4 separate regions of the Mus musculus genome follow, and regions 1, 3 and 4 are each linked to region 2. A link is a contact called in public HiChIP or PLAC-seq and promoter capture Hi-C data. All regions are on one chromosome and are shown on one strand. The core of a region is the stretch at or near the end of the contact, and the rest is flanking DNA. Distances in the headings are between cores, read along the strand shown. Region 1 overlaps Herc2 (HECT and RLD domain containing E3 ubiquitin protein ligase 2). Region 2 overlaps Cyfip1 (cytoplasmic FMR1 interacting protein 1). Region 3 holds the start of Herc2 (HECT and RLD domain containing E3 ubiquitin protein ligase 2). Region 4 overlaps Herc2 (HECT and RLD domain containing E3 ubiquitin protein ligase 2).

Region 1 (2,700 bases), core at 71-2,570, 220 kb before region 2:
AGGACCTAATTTATTAGTAAATCTAATCTAATCTGCTAATCACTCCAGCAATCAAATTTGGGATGCTTTCAGTGCTCTTATTGGATATCTAGATTTGAAGTGCTAGGGAACTTTCACAAATGGCTGTATCAATTCTTCTAAAACACAAGCTGAGGTGCCCTAATCACCTTGTGCTATAGAAAGAATTAGCAAGCACCTTTTATCCCCCAAAGACAAGCTTCTGAGCTGAATTGCACAGTGCCTTTCATTCATCTAACCCTAGAGTCTTCAAGCTCCTCCTTTGCTGACTTATGTGAAACTCATCCTCCATTACTATGTATGACAAGTTTCAGGGAGGAATACAAGTAATACAGTCTAGTTCACAGGCAACTTAGCAGGCATGGAGGCCAGCTTGCTGTCTCCAGACATCCACTCTAAAGGTTCCTGCCCTCCTTGGCATGTTCTTCCCATTAGGCATTTCTGTCCAAAGTACTGTACCATAAAACTGGTAAAACTGGTTAACAAAAAATAAATTTGTTCTTACTGGCGCATTCAACCTCCACAGGAGATAGTGGTGTGCTCATTGCTAAATAAGAAGCATGCAATCCAAGAAGTAGGCCCAGGTTCCTCTCTGTGTCAATCAGTGGTGAAGACAAACTTCCAAGATCTGGTATGGTAACAACTTCTTGGTCAGGCTGGAAAAATTAATTTGTTGGTTCAGAAAACAAAATTAATTAAAATTACAACATCAAAAAAACCCCAGCAGCTTATGTGCCTAAGATTGTCTATCACGATCAGAACAAAAATGTATTTGTTAGCACATCCCATAATGAGTTTATGTTATAGCAACCAACAAACTGCATATAAAACACTAGAGAGCAAACAGGAGAAAACAAATAACAGCTCTGGAGCATAAGAGGAGAACCCTGGGGGAAAGATTCTAAATTGACAAACGAACTGTAAGGACAAACTTTAATGTCTTTTCTTTTCTTTTTTTTTGAACATTTCTCTATTTCTGGCATGTTGTTAACTCTTCAAACTTGTATATAATAAACCTTAACACATAAAATGCAAATTTATTTGTCAAAAAATCCTAAGCCAACATAAATATTTTATGTCCAACTATTAGTATAACTAAGTAAAAAGTCATACCATAACAGGCACTTAAGAAGGGCACCTCCTCTATTTCACACAAAGCAGGCCCACAGCCTCACCTCCAAATACTGGCCAACACAGAAGGCATGCATGGATTCCTGTGTGTCTTCAAACTGCAAAGCTGCCTCCAGAGCGACCACTGGATCTTCCCCTGCAAACTGAGCTAAAACAAAAAGGGGAAGAGCAGTATGAGTTCAGTGCAGCTTGCACAGCTCTAGTTCATAGACAGAAGACAGGAAGTGAGTCTGGGTCGCTGTCTCGGAAGAATCTGCCACTCTCCCACGCTTGCCTCGGGCAACTCAAGTTCTACAAAGTACTTGGGGAAAAAGAGACAGGCAGATCTCTGAGTGCAAGGCCAGCCTGGTCTACAAGATTCCAAGACAGCCAAGAGCTACACGGAGAAAACTCTTATCTCAAAAAATAAAAAAACAACAGGAAGAAAAGCTTGATGATGAGAAATTCTTCAACTTGAACCTAAACTTGTTGTGAAGCCAGAACCAAAGTCCCAGATTTTGTTAAACCTGGGGCTAAATTTAACAACTTATTCATAAACTGTGGACTTTACTTAAAATCACACATAATGCAATTTTTAACAATGGAATAAAAAGTAAAAAAGCCTTACCCAGTATACTATTTCCTGTTAAGGATTGTGTCTGAAAGTCTTTTATACCATATACTTTTCCATCAATTACAGTCCAGAAGCCACCATCTTTATTATGGTTCTCCAAATCAGCTTTGCGTATCAGTGTTACCTCCTCATTATTTCTACAGTTCTGACCAGTGAAAAATGACTCTAAAGAAATAGAAACCAAACATCAGTCATCAGATCAAATGTCTCAACAATAAATCTTTTAAAACATAATACAGATGAAAACTTGAGTAGGAAAAGACCTTTTTTTGCACGATTATAGTGTGTTGTGTTTTTAATCCATGTATGCATAGGTGAAAGGCAGCAAGAGGTGGATTATGTTGTCTGTTGTCTTCTTAGATCAAAATCAACCAAATTTATTACTTATTGCTGAGTCTAGAGCTATTTTGGCTAGTTTGACTAGTCAGATTGCCCAAATGGTTCCCATATCCACCTCCTAGAAGCTGGGATTACACCCACCAGGCTTTTTTTTTTTCGCCTTTTCTTTTTGGGTTTGAGACAGGATTTCATATCACTATATAGCCTTGGCTGGCCTAAAACCCAGATTTCTGCCTCTCAAGTATGGAGGATTAAGGATATGCACCTTCACATCTGGATACCACCAGGCTTTTTTAACTGTGAATGATGGAGATACAAACTCCATCCTCAAACTTGCATAGCAAATACTTTACCCCCTGAATCATCCCCATCTCAGGCACAATGAAAAATGAAAAAGATTAAAAAATTGATGACATTAATATTCATTTTTGTTCATCAGAAAACAGTGTGAGAAGAAAAAAATTCTTCAAGAAATAAAGCCAAAGGCTTATTGGATGCAAAGTATATAATTACTTTAAAAAGAAGAAAAATGTGAATAAGACTTGAGTTGACACTTTGCAAAGAGAATGCTCACCTGGTTAACACACATGTAGAAGTAT
Region 2 (2,700 bases), core at 42-2,541:
TTTTTCCCTTCATTATAGGTCACCTTTTTCTGATACTGGGCTAATTCCAGATTGGGTGCGGACACTGTAATATCTTCTTATTGGGTTCTGTTTTCTTTTAGAGTGTTGATTTTGAGGCAGCGAGCAGCAAAGTTTATCTGCATATCAAGTAAACGTTTAATGATTTGTTTATGGTACTTTTATGGGAAGGCAAAGCAGGCAGTAGTTTAGAATTTAGACTAAGGCAAGAGACTTTACAGATTCTATCAAGTGCTGAAAAGGACAGCAAATGATCCATCTTGCTACGAGCTCTGTGAATTACTCAGACTCCAGCTCCCTAGCACCACAGAGCTCATGCTGGTTTCAAGAGCTGCTTTTGTGAGAGTGCCACCTCTTCCACATTTGACTCTACACATCCCAGCTGTCTGAGCTTCCCCAAGCTCTACTGTGTTTCGTCCTGCAGCAGGATTCCCAAGCTCTACCCTGACTGACCTTCTCTGGACTTTGCTCAGAATGTGCTTCTAGACAGGAAGCTAGGACAGCCAGGAGACATTTCTCTTGTTTCCTTTATGCAGAGCAAATGACCTGTGTGTTTTGTCCAGTTGTCCTCTTATTTAAAGAAAAGGAATAAATAGACTCTGCTCCTCTTCCTGTAAGGTAACTTTAACCCATTAGTACCTATATACTTTTCATCTAAAGCCAAGATACCAAAAACAAATACTGAACTATAGAGGGAAAGTTTGTTTTACAGCAGTCAGAATCAGCAATTCTTAAAGTATTTTGCCTTTCGTGTAATTAACTGGACAAGTCACCATAATAAGAGAAGGGATCTTTTCCGTGTTTAAGGAAGTTCAAAAACACAGAGTGATGATTCAAATGAATATGGTGGTACTGAATTGCAACCGGAGATACCAGAATGTACTCAGTTTTAAGATATAGATAACTGTATAGGAATAAAATACAAGTATACATAAATACTACAAGTTAAAATGGGGCCATCCAAAAGATATTTTCAAACTCCTTTTCCATAGCACAGAAGGTAGAAATAGGGCCATTACTCATGGACTTGGTGATAAGATCAGGAGCTGAGAGTAAGGCCCCTGATCTATATGGCCATTGTCCTTACAAGAAGAAAATAAGGGTCAGAGAAAGAGATTCAGAAGGAGATAGTTTCATGGTAAGTGCAAGTCCTGGCATGATACTGCTACAAACCATGGAGTGTCAGGAACAGTTGCTACATGAGCTAGCGAGAGTCAAGCAGAGATTCCACCCAGAGTCTAAAAGGGAAGTGTAGCTTGCTGACACACTGTTTTGGACTGTAAGAAAACACTTCTCCATTTAACAGCAGCCATAGAAAGCTAAAGCAGTGAGCATATAAATACTCCCTAGTGTTACCACCTAAAGGCTCTACAACAGTGACATCCTAGTACCAGTGAGCACACCAACTACCCACACACTCCATCTTGTGGTACAGAAGATAAAGTGGTACTTATAAAACAGTGGGGATACACATACACCATTGTAATGATAGGTGCTCATGGTGCTGATTACAGAAATCAACTGAAGACACAAACTCTAAGGTGGAATCCCTGATTATACTTATAATCATCAACAAAGAAAAGAATGTTAACTTGGACAATGCTCATTAATATTTGCAAAGGAATGAAGGAATTAGAAACTCACTCTTCAACCACCAAAGGACAAATAAGCATTTGTCACAGATGCTGAAACTAGTGGGTTAGATACCTACAAAGTATGACTATTAAGTAGTCTCAGTTGAGTTACCTACAAAATCTAAACAGAAAAGTGGTAACTGCAAAGTGGAGAAACTTCGGAGCAATGACCTGCATCAGACTCAGAAGTCAACTTGACCAGTGGTAGACCTATCATCTTAAGAGAATATCCTCTTCCTGGTAATCTTCACACAAAGAGAACACACTGGTCGCAGGGAAATTCCATTCTGCCAACCGGTGTATGAAATATGAAACAACCGTTCTACCACCAAACTGACTGCTTTATTCCCATTGATACAACAGGAAGAAGGTAAGTGGGAAGGAAGGCATTCCTACACTCTCATGATCCTCAACACTTCAGATAGAAACATGGAAGCAGAATCACCTGCCACGAAGGGAGACTAAAAGTAGGCAGTACAGTTCCAGCAGCCATTCCAACGCACATGAGATCCTGTCTACAGGCACAACTAAGTGAGCTGGCACAGTCCTGGCTCTCCCACCTCAACAGCCAGTCTTTCACCAGTGGTCTATTTCTACATGAAAAGTGATGACCATCTGGCCAAGTCCTGGCCCAGGGCTATCCTTGTAAATAGAAGAAAGCAGGAAGGCCTGAGAGACCAGAACATGAGAAATCACAGAGGAAAAAGGAGGGATAGAGTTAAAGGGGGAAGTCTGGAAAGTCACGGCAGAAGATCACCCGCTGTAGATGCACCTGTACTGGAGTGTCCAAACATGTCTGTGATACTAAGGCCATGCTTACCGGTTGGTAGAGCCATTATAGCAGTAGTTGGGCAAGAAGTCATAGTTTAGCTCCCAGAAGACGTGGAGGGTAATTCTTCCATAAGGTGCAGACACGTTGTGGTTGGCTTCCCGGAACATGGCATCAAAGCTGTCCAGTGTGAGGTACCTGCTCAACAGCTTGTGTGTCATACGGTTGATTTCTAAGAGTCCATCTAGCTCCTACAGGATCATAGAGACAAGGATGTGA
Region 3 (2,700 bases), core at 136-2,635, 140 kb before region 2:
TTCATCCCAGGACTCAGGATGCAGAGGCCAGCCAGGCACAGTGAGTTAACAGGGAGACCCTTTCTAAAAATAAGAGGGGGGAAAAAAAGAAAAAGAAACAAACAACAGTCAAGTCTTGATTAAGAATGTTGGCAGGACCTGGGATGGAGTTCAGCTGGTAAAATACCTGCCTAACTATACCACATAATCCCAGCAAGGTGTTAAGGTGCTGCAATGCTAGCACTCAAGAGGTGGAGGCAAAAGGATCGGATGTCAGGTCATCCTCACCTACACTGAGGAGTTCAAGGCCAGCCTGGGAATATGAAACCCTGTCTTAAAAAAATAAACAAATAAAAATAAGCCTCCAGAATAAAAATACTGAAAAATTGCATAACTGGATCTCAAGTTTCTTGCACTTACAACTAACTTCAATTAAGCCACAACCACATAGCATCTCTTCAACAGTCATAATAAATGTCACATTGTAAATTATAAGAAATAATCTTCCTAAGACAAGATCTAATTGCCATTCACTCACACATTCTCCTCAAGCAAACATTTTTTATAGAGACAGGAACACACAAAGAAAAGAGAAAACCATGTTCACCCCACCTGGATATCTGTTTTCAACCATTTGGAGTCAAGGCGAGACTGGGCAGCCAAACAGAAAGACTCAGAAGGCATGTTTCCTCCGGGTGGTCAGACCTGCAAGTCAAACACAAACGCTGGAGCCCTCGAGCTTCTTTAAACTGCTATTTACACCATCCTGCTGTTTAACGCGGCCGAGACAGAACATAAAACAGGGAAGGAGAGCTGGGGGAGGGGACGAGAGGATGAGGGATGAGAGGGAAAGCTGGCCCCAGAACGGGAGAAGGGAGGGAAATACCACTTCCAATAGAGGTAGAGTCGCTGGGATTTCCCAATACGCCGGCCGGACCTACAGTGGTCACCGGCGACCACTGCACAATGTCATCCCACTCCTTTAAATCCAAAGGGACACACACAGACACACGTCAGGAAAAAAAACTCACTATCGCAACGACAAATGACACCAGTGTGCATCAGCCGCTATACCTACAGCAGTCCGGCGGAGTGTGGTAAATAAACAAAAGTCATGTCTGCAGATAAATCTACAACAATCGCCTAAATACTAAAAAGACAGCCGTGACTGCGCGGCCTCCGAGGCGCACAGGCCCTGGTTCCTCCGCGCCAACGCCCGCCTTCCGCCCGCCGCTCTCCGGGCCCCGCTCTCCCGGACCTGGCGCCGCCCGTCTTCGGCCCCTCCGCCCTCCTTCGGCCCAGCTCGGCCAGCCCTGGCGCCGCCTGCTCCGCCAGCCGGCTGAGGGAACACTCCCTGCAGGAGCCGGCCGGCGCTCGCGATCCAGTCTGCGGCCCGAAGCGCACGCTGACGCATGGCTGCGCCCGCCCAATAGCGCAAGGGTGAGAGACGGCTTCAGCCAATGGACGAGCAGCGTCGCACGCCCCTCCCCCAACTTCCGCTTCCTTCAGCACGACTCAGCTTCCTTCTTGAGACTCACCCGCTCAGCGAGAGCCAACCGCAGACGCCGGGAGGTGGGACTTGTGCGCACGCACGCTGGCTTGCCCAGTCCCAACCCTTCCCAGACTGTGTTTGCTTCCAGGGACCCGAAGTTGGTAAGGTATTTGCAGCGGGACGAGGTTCTCGAGGCTCCCTGTGCTTTAACGACAGCGTCCTTTTGGCCTTTGAGTCAGTGGACAGAAGAGGAAATTTAAGAAAAAGTAATTGATCCGGGCCTGGTAGTACTCGCCTTTAACCCTGGCACCAGGAAGGCAGAAGCAGGTGAATTCTGGGTTAAGAGACCCTGGGGGAATGGGGGTGCGGGAGTAAGAAAAGAGCAATTAAAATCACACAAAATATGTTCTCTGATCATCATGGAATAATCAAATAACTACAAATAAAACATAACATAATCTTCAAGCATGTGGAAATTAAACTTTTCCATGAGAAGGCAAAGAAAGGACTTAGAACATTTGAAATAGGAACTGGGTGCGATTTGTTGTTTTAAATACGATGGTTCATTTTTTTCCCACGTGTTAGAAGGCAGCAATGAGGGATATGCCACAGTGGTATGGTGGCCCAGTTGCAACGTTAAAATACCTGTCTTTTGTCATCCTTGGTATGTATCTTCAAACTCACTCCCAAGGGTCAAGGGATTTGCCATAGCTCAGACATCACATCTCTGTTTCAAGCAGCAGGAAGCAGTATAAAAGATCCACAGTCTATCACACCTCCCAAAGACTGTGTGACTCTAATTTACTTCTGCTTCAACTCAAAAGTATCTGAACAAGGTTTCAAATTCAACCACATCCAAAATACAGTTAGGGTGGACAGGGCTTTGAACCTGAGGCATGACAGCATAATTACCAGTAGAAGGTAACACCCGAGGAGGCATCTCTGGCCCTTAGGCTCCCTTCTCATGCAAGACACCCTTCGTCCCTCCACATACTGAAGCATGTTTACCTACGTACATTTTTAGAACTGTGTCTGCTAGCTCTAAAAAAACGATGTTTGTAGTCCATTTTGTGTTGCTGTAACAACATGACTGAATAATAAATACAGGCATTTGTACCTCACACTTCTGGAGGCTAAGTCTAAGAGCATAGCACTGGTATCTGGTGACGGCATTTCTGATGTTGCATAGCATGGTATAGAGGCAAGAGAACCCATGTGTGGCAAGAATA
Region 4 (2,700 bases), core at 93-2,592, 160 kb before region 2:
GGTCCATCACTAAAGCGAACTGATTCTCTCAGCAGCTACAGATTGCCTATAGCTCTTGACCTGGGATGAGGCCTTGTGGAATTTCCCCATCCACACTGGCATGTCAACTGATGCTGACATTGTGTTCAATCTTGTACAGGTAACCACGCTATTGTGTTTTCATGGGTGCAGCACCCCTGTCATGTCTAGAATACACTCACAGTAGGCATCTTGGTTTTCTGGCTCTTAAAAAATCTTTCAGGGGCTAGTGACATGGCTCAGTGGTTAAGAGCACTGACTGTTCCTCCAAAGGTCCTAAGTTCAAATCCCAGCAACCACATGGTGGCTCACAACCACCCATAATGAGATCTGATGTCCTCTTCTAGCGCGTCTGAAGTCATCTACAGTGTACTTATGTATAATAATAAATAAATCTTTAAACAAAAATCTTTCCATCCCTTCATCTATGATGTTCCTTGTGCCTTAGGTGAGGGGGTTGTATTATATCACTTGGGTCTGGGCACCCCATAGTTATTTCAATGACCAGCTCTGAATTTCTGTAACAGCCTTTGTCTGCTACCAAAAGAAACTTCTTTAATGAGGAGTGAGAACTACACACATGCTATATATACACTCATATAAGATATATAAGATATATACTTATATACAGTTAGAAATTGTATCAATTTAGGAAAATGGCTAAGTAGGTTCACCTCTAGGGTCTATGACTTCTCCAGTCAAAAGTAGTTGACTAGGTTTATAGTATAGTTATCCTCAAAATAAAAGCGCAACTATTACACCACTGGGGATATCTTACTGGGCCAGTGGTAGCTATGGTTTGCAGGCTTCATGGCTGGGTGGTACTGATTACTTTTTCCCTTGGAAGATTATATACCATCTTCTGATACTATGAGAGTCAGCCCTCATACAAGAGGCCTTCAAGATAGTTCTAGCTCAATCTCTCCAAGTCCTGTGTTCAAAATGAATAGTGTTTCAGTGACAGTCTTTGTTGTTGTTTTGGTTTTTTTTAAGACAAGAGTTTCTCTGTGTAGCCCTGGCTGTCCTGGAACTTAGTCTGTATAATAGGCTGGCCTTTAACTCAGATCTGCCTGCCTCTACCTTTTGAGTGCTGGGATTCAAGGTGTGATCCATCACCTACCAGCAGCAACAGACAGGGAGGGAAAAATCTTGATTCCCCCACCTTATTTTATTCAATTCCTCAGTAATAAAACAATGAACTACTTACTTCATTTAAAAATAAGTAACATGTGAAAATATCATGCAACAAAAACAGTGACGTCAAAGAGCACATTGTATAACAGTGTGCACACTGTGCTGATTTATTAGTGACTCACTTCCTTGCTTATCACTAAGTAGCCTAGGCCAGTTCCAACTCCAGTCTTCCAGTCTCAGCTTTCCTAGTCGTAGGGTTACAACAATGTGTCACAATAAAATGTCTTATACACATTAATGAGTTTCCTAATATTTTCACATATCATTGAAGATATTTTGATCACATCTACTCTATTATGCACAGCCATCTCCACAGATAAAACTATCCCTGGTCTAGTCCTTAAGAGTCCCCCTACTTTTATTTAAAAAAAAAGAGATTCTACACACTACAGAAAACAAGTTTTGCCTTCCTGAATCTGGCTTATTTTGCTCATAAGTATCATTTCCTCTCATTGTCTCAAAAATGACCTGAACCTGTTTTACTTAATAGTTGAGAAACAGTCTTTGTGTGTTTGTGGTGGGGGGTGGGGGGAGGAAGGAGTCAGGGGAGAAGGATCAAGAGAGCATGCGTATAGGGTATGTGTGTTTGTCTGTGTGTGTGTGTGTGTGTGTGTGTGTGTGTGTTTTATATATGCACCATATTTTCTTTACTTATTCTCCCACTGACAGACACCAAAGCTGATGTCATGCCTTGGCAGTTATGACTAGAAAACTGTAAGCATGGGTACTACAGTGAGCATCTACCATATGCAGCCTTTGAATCCTCTGAGTACTTTCCTGTCAACAGTACATATCGTTCCTGTTTCCCACCATTCACATCACCATTTGTTTTTGTCTTGATGACAGTTATCCTGTATCTAACTCATATGTGCTGAAGTGCACAGAGGTAGAAACAGGCATAAGATCCCCTTGATCTGGAGTTCCAGATAATTATGAGCCACTAGGTAGGTCCTGAGGACTAATCCAGGTCTTCTGCAAGAATAGTAAGTGCTTTTACCTGCTGAGCCATCTCTCCAGCCCTGAACTCTTCTAGACTTTCACTCCAGTTCTTCATAGTTCTCTCCCAACCAATTTATGCAAGTAAATATTCAGATCTCACCTTTATAAATTATGATGATCAATAATAGGATAAGATGGTACACAAAATTCTAGTCCTGTGGGGTATACATTCAACTTGTGATCTCTCTTGACAAACTACATACAAGACCATAAATAAGATGGTGGGTTACACTACTAGCTAAGTGCTTTGATATCAAATAAGTTAAGGCTCCAAATCCATTGCTTCTAGTTAAGCAAAAGAAATCTTATCTTTGGAGCTTACTTGACCAAATTAAAGCCAGCAGAAAAGAGCAGCCTCTGAACCTTGGGCATCAAGCCATAACCACAAGGCCTAGCTGGTCAGTGTGGACTCTGGAGCCCAGATGAGAGCAAGGAACAGCTACAGAAGACTGAGTTACACTACAGACTCCTCACCCACCAAAATGTCAA

Evidence for each region. HiChIP or PLAC-seq counts read pairs in DNA pulled down with a chosen protein or histone mark. Capture Hi-C pulls out chosen DNA fragments and counts their contacts.
Region 1: a contact with region 2 is called in an H3K27ac HiChIP or PLAC-seq map of microglia, with 4 times the contacts expected there. The contact joins two enhancer-like sites. A contact is called at or near these places in 3 of 484 Hi-C or Micro-C datasets (cortical neurons, muscle stem cells and pre-megakaryocyte-erythroid progenitors), 2 of 115 datasets of contacts at active chromatin or transcription factors (microglia and neural progenitor cells) and 4 of 9 other capture datasets (adipose tissue, embryonic stem cells, liver and 1 more).
Region 3: a contact with region 2 is called in an H3K4me3 HiChIP or PLAC-seq map of bone marrow-derived macrophages, with 4 times the contacts expected there. The contact joins the promoter of Herc2 here to the enhancer-like site in region 2. A contact is called at or near these places in 6 of 39 promoter capture datasets (the C10 cell line, the HPC-7 cell line, hippocampal neurons and 2 more), 8 of 484 Hi-C or Micro-C datasets (bone marrow-derived macrophages, cerebral cortex, cumulus cells and 5 more), 5 of 115 datasets of contacts at active chromatin or transcription factors (the NIH/3T3 cell line, bone marrow-derived dendritic cells, bone marrow-derived macrophages and 2 more) and 3 of 9 other capture datasets (adipose tissue, liver and pancreatic islet).
Region 4: a promoter capture Hi-C map of adipose tissue shows a contact between it and region 2. The contact joins two enhancer-like sites. A contact is called at or near these places in 1 of 484 Hi-C or Micro-C datasets (liver), 4 of 115 datasets of contacts at active chromatin or transcription factors (the NIH/3T3 cell line, bone marrow-derived macrophages, embryonic stem cells and 1 more) and 3 of 9 other capture datasets (adipose tissue, liver and pancreatic islet).

Annotation. Positions count from the first base shown.
Region 1 is chr7:56,130,396-56,133,095 of GRCm38.p6, reverse strand. It overlaps Herc2 (HECT and RLD domain containing E3 ubiquitin protein ligase 2), which reads right to left. Exons shown (of 93, transcript NM_010418.2): 24 at 1,757-1,927; 25 at 1,194-1,297; 26 at 524-674. Among named protein-coding and RNA genes, the nearest start is that of Herc2, 82 kb to the right of the region's middle. Within about 2 kb of position 1,320, at least 27 of the 459 cell types and tissues checked have an H3K27ac peak or open chromatin away from gene starts, as enhancers often do. A contact at or near this core is called in microglia, where this site is marked.
Region 2 is chr7:55,908,337-55,911,036 of GRCm38.p6, reverse strand. Cyfip1 (cytoplasmic FMR1 interacting protein 1) reads right to left here. Exons shown (of 31, transcript NM_011370.3): 22 at 2,473-2,672. Among named protein-coding and RNA genes, the nearest start is that of Nipa2, 53 kb to the left of the region's middle. Within about 2 kb of position 1,291, at least 19 of the 459 cell types and tissues checked have an H3K27ac peak or open chromatin away from gene starts, as enhancers often do. A contact at or near this core is called in adipose tissue, bone marrow-derived macrophages, microglia and 1 more, where this site is marked.
Region 3 is chr7:56,048,840-56,051,539 of GRCm38.p6, reverse strand. It overlaps Herc2 (HECT and RLD domain containing E3 ubiquitin protein ligase 2), which reads right to left and starts at 1,385. Exons shown (of 93, transcript NM_010418.2): 1 at 1,238-1,385; 2 at 592-684. The coding sequence starts at 663. It overlaps Gm34121 (predicted gene, 34121), which reads left to right and starts at 1,490. Exons shown (of 3, transcript NR_166588.1): 1 at 1,490-1,798.
Region 4 is chr7:56,064,968-56,067,667 of GRCm38.p6, reverse strand. The region is part of intron 2 of Herc2 (HECT and RLD domain containing E3 ubiquitin protein ligase 2); the gene reads right to left. Among named protein-coding and RNA genes, the nearest start is that of Herc2, 16 kb to the right of the region's middle. Within about 2 kb of position 1,342, at least 32 of the 459 cell types and tissues checked have an H3K27ac peak or open chromatin away from gene starts, as enhancers often do. A contact at or near this core is called in adipose tissue, where this site is marked.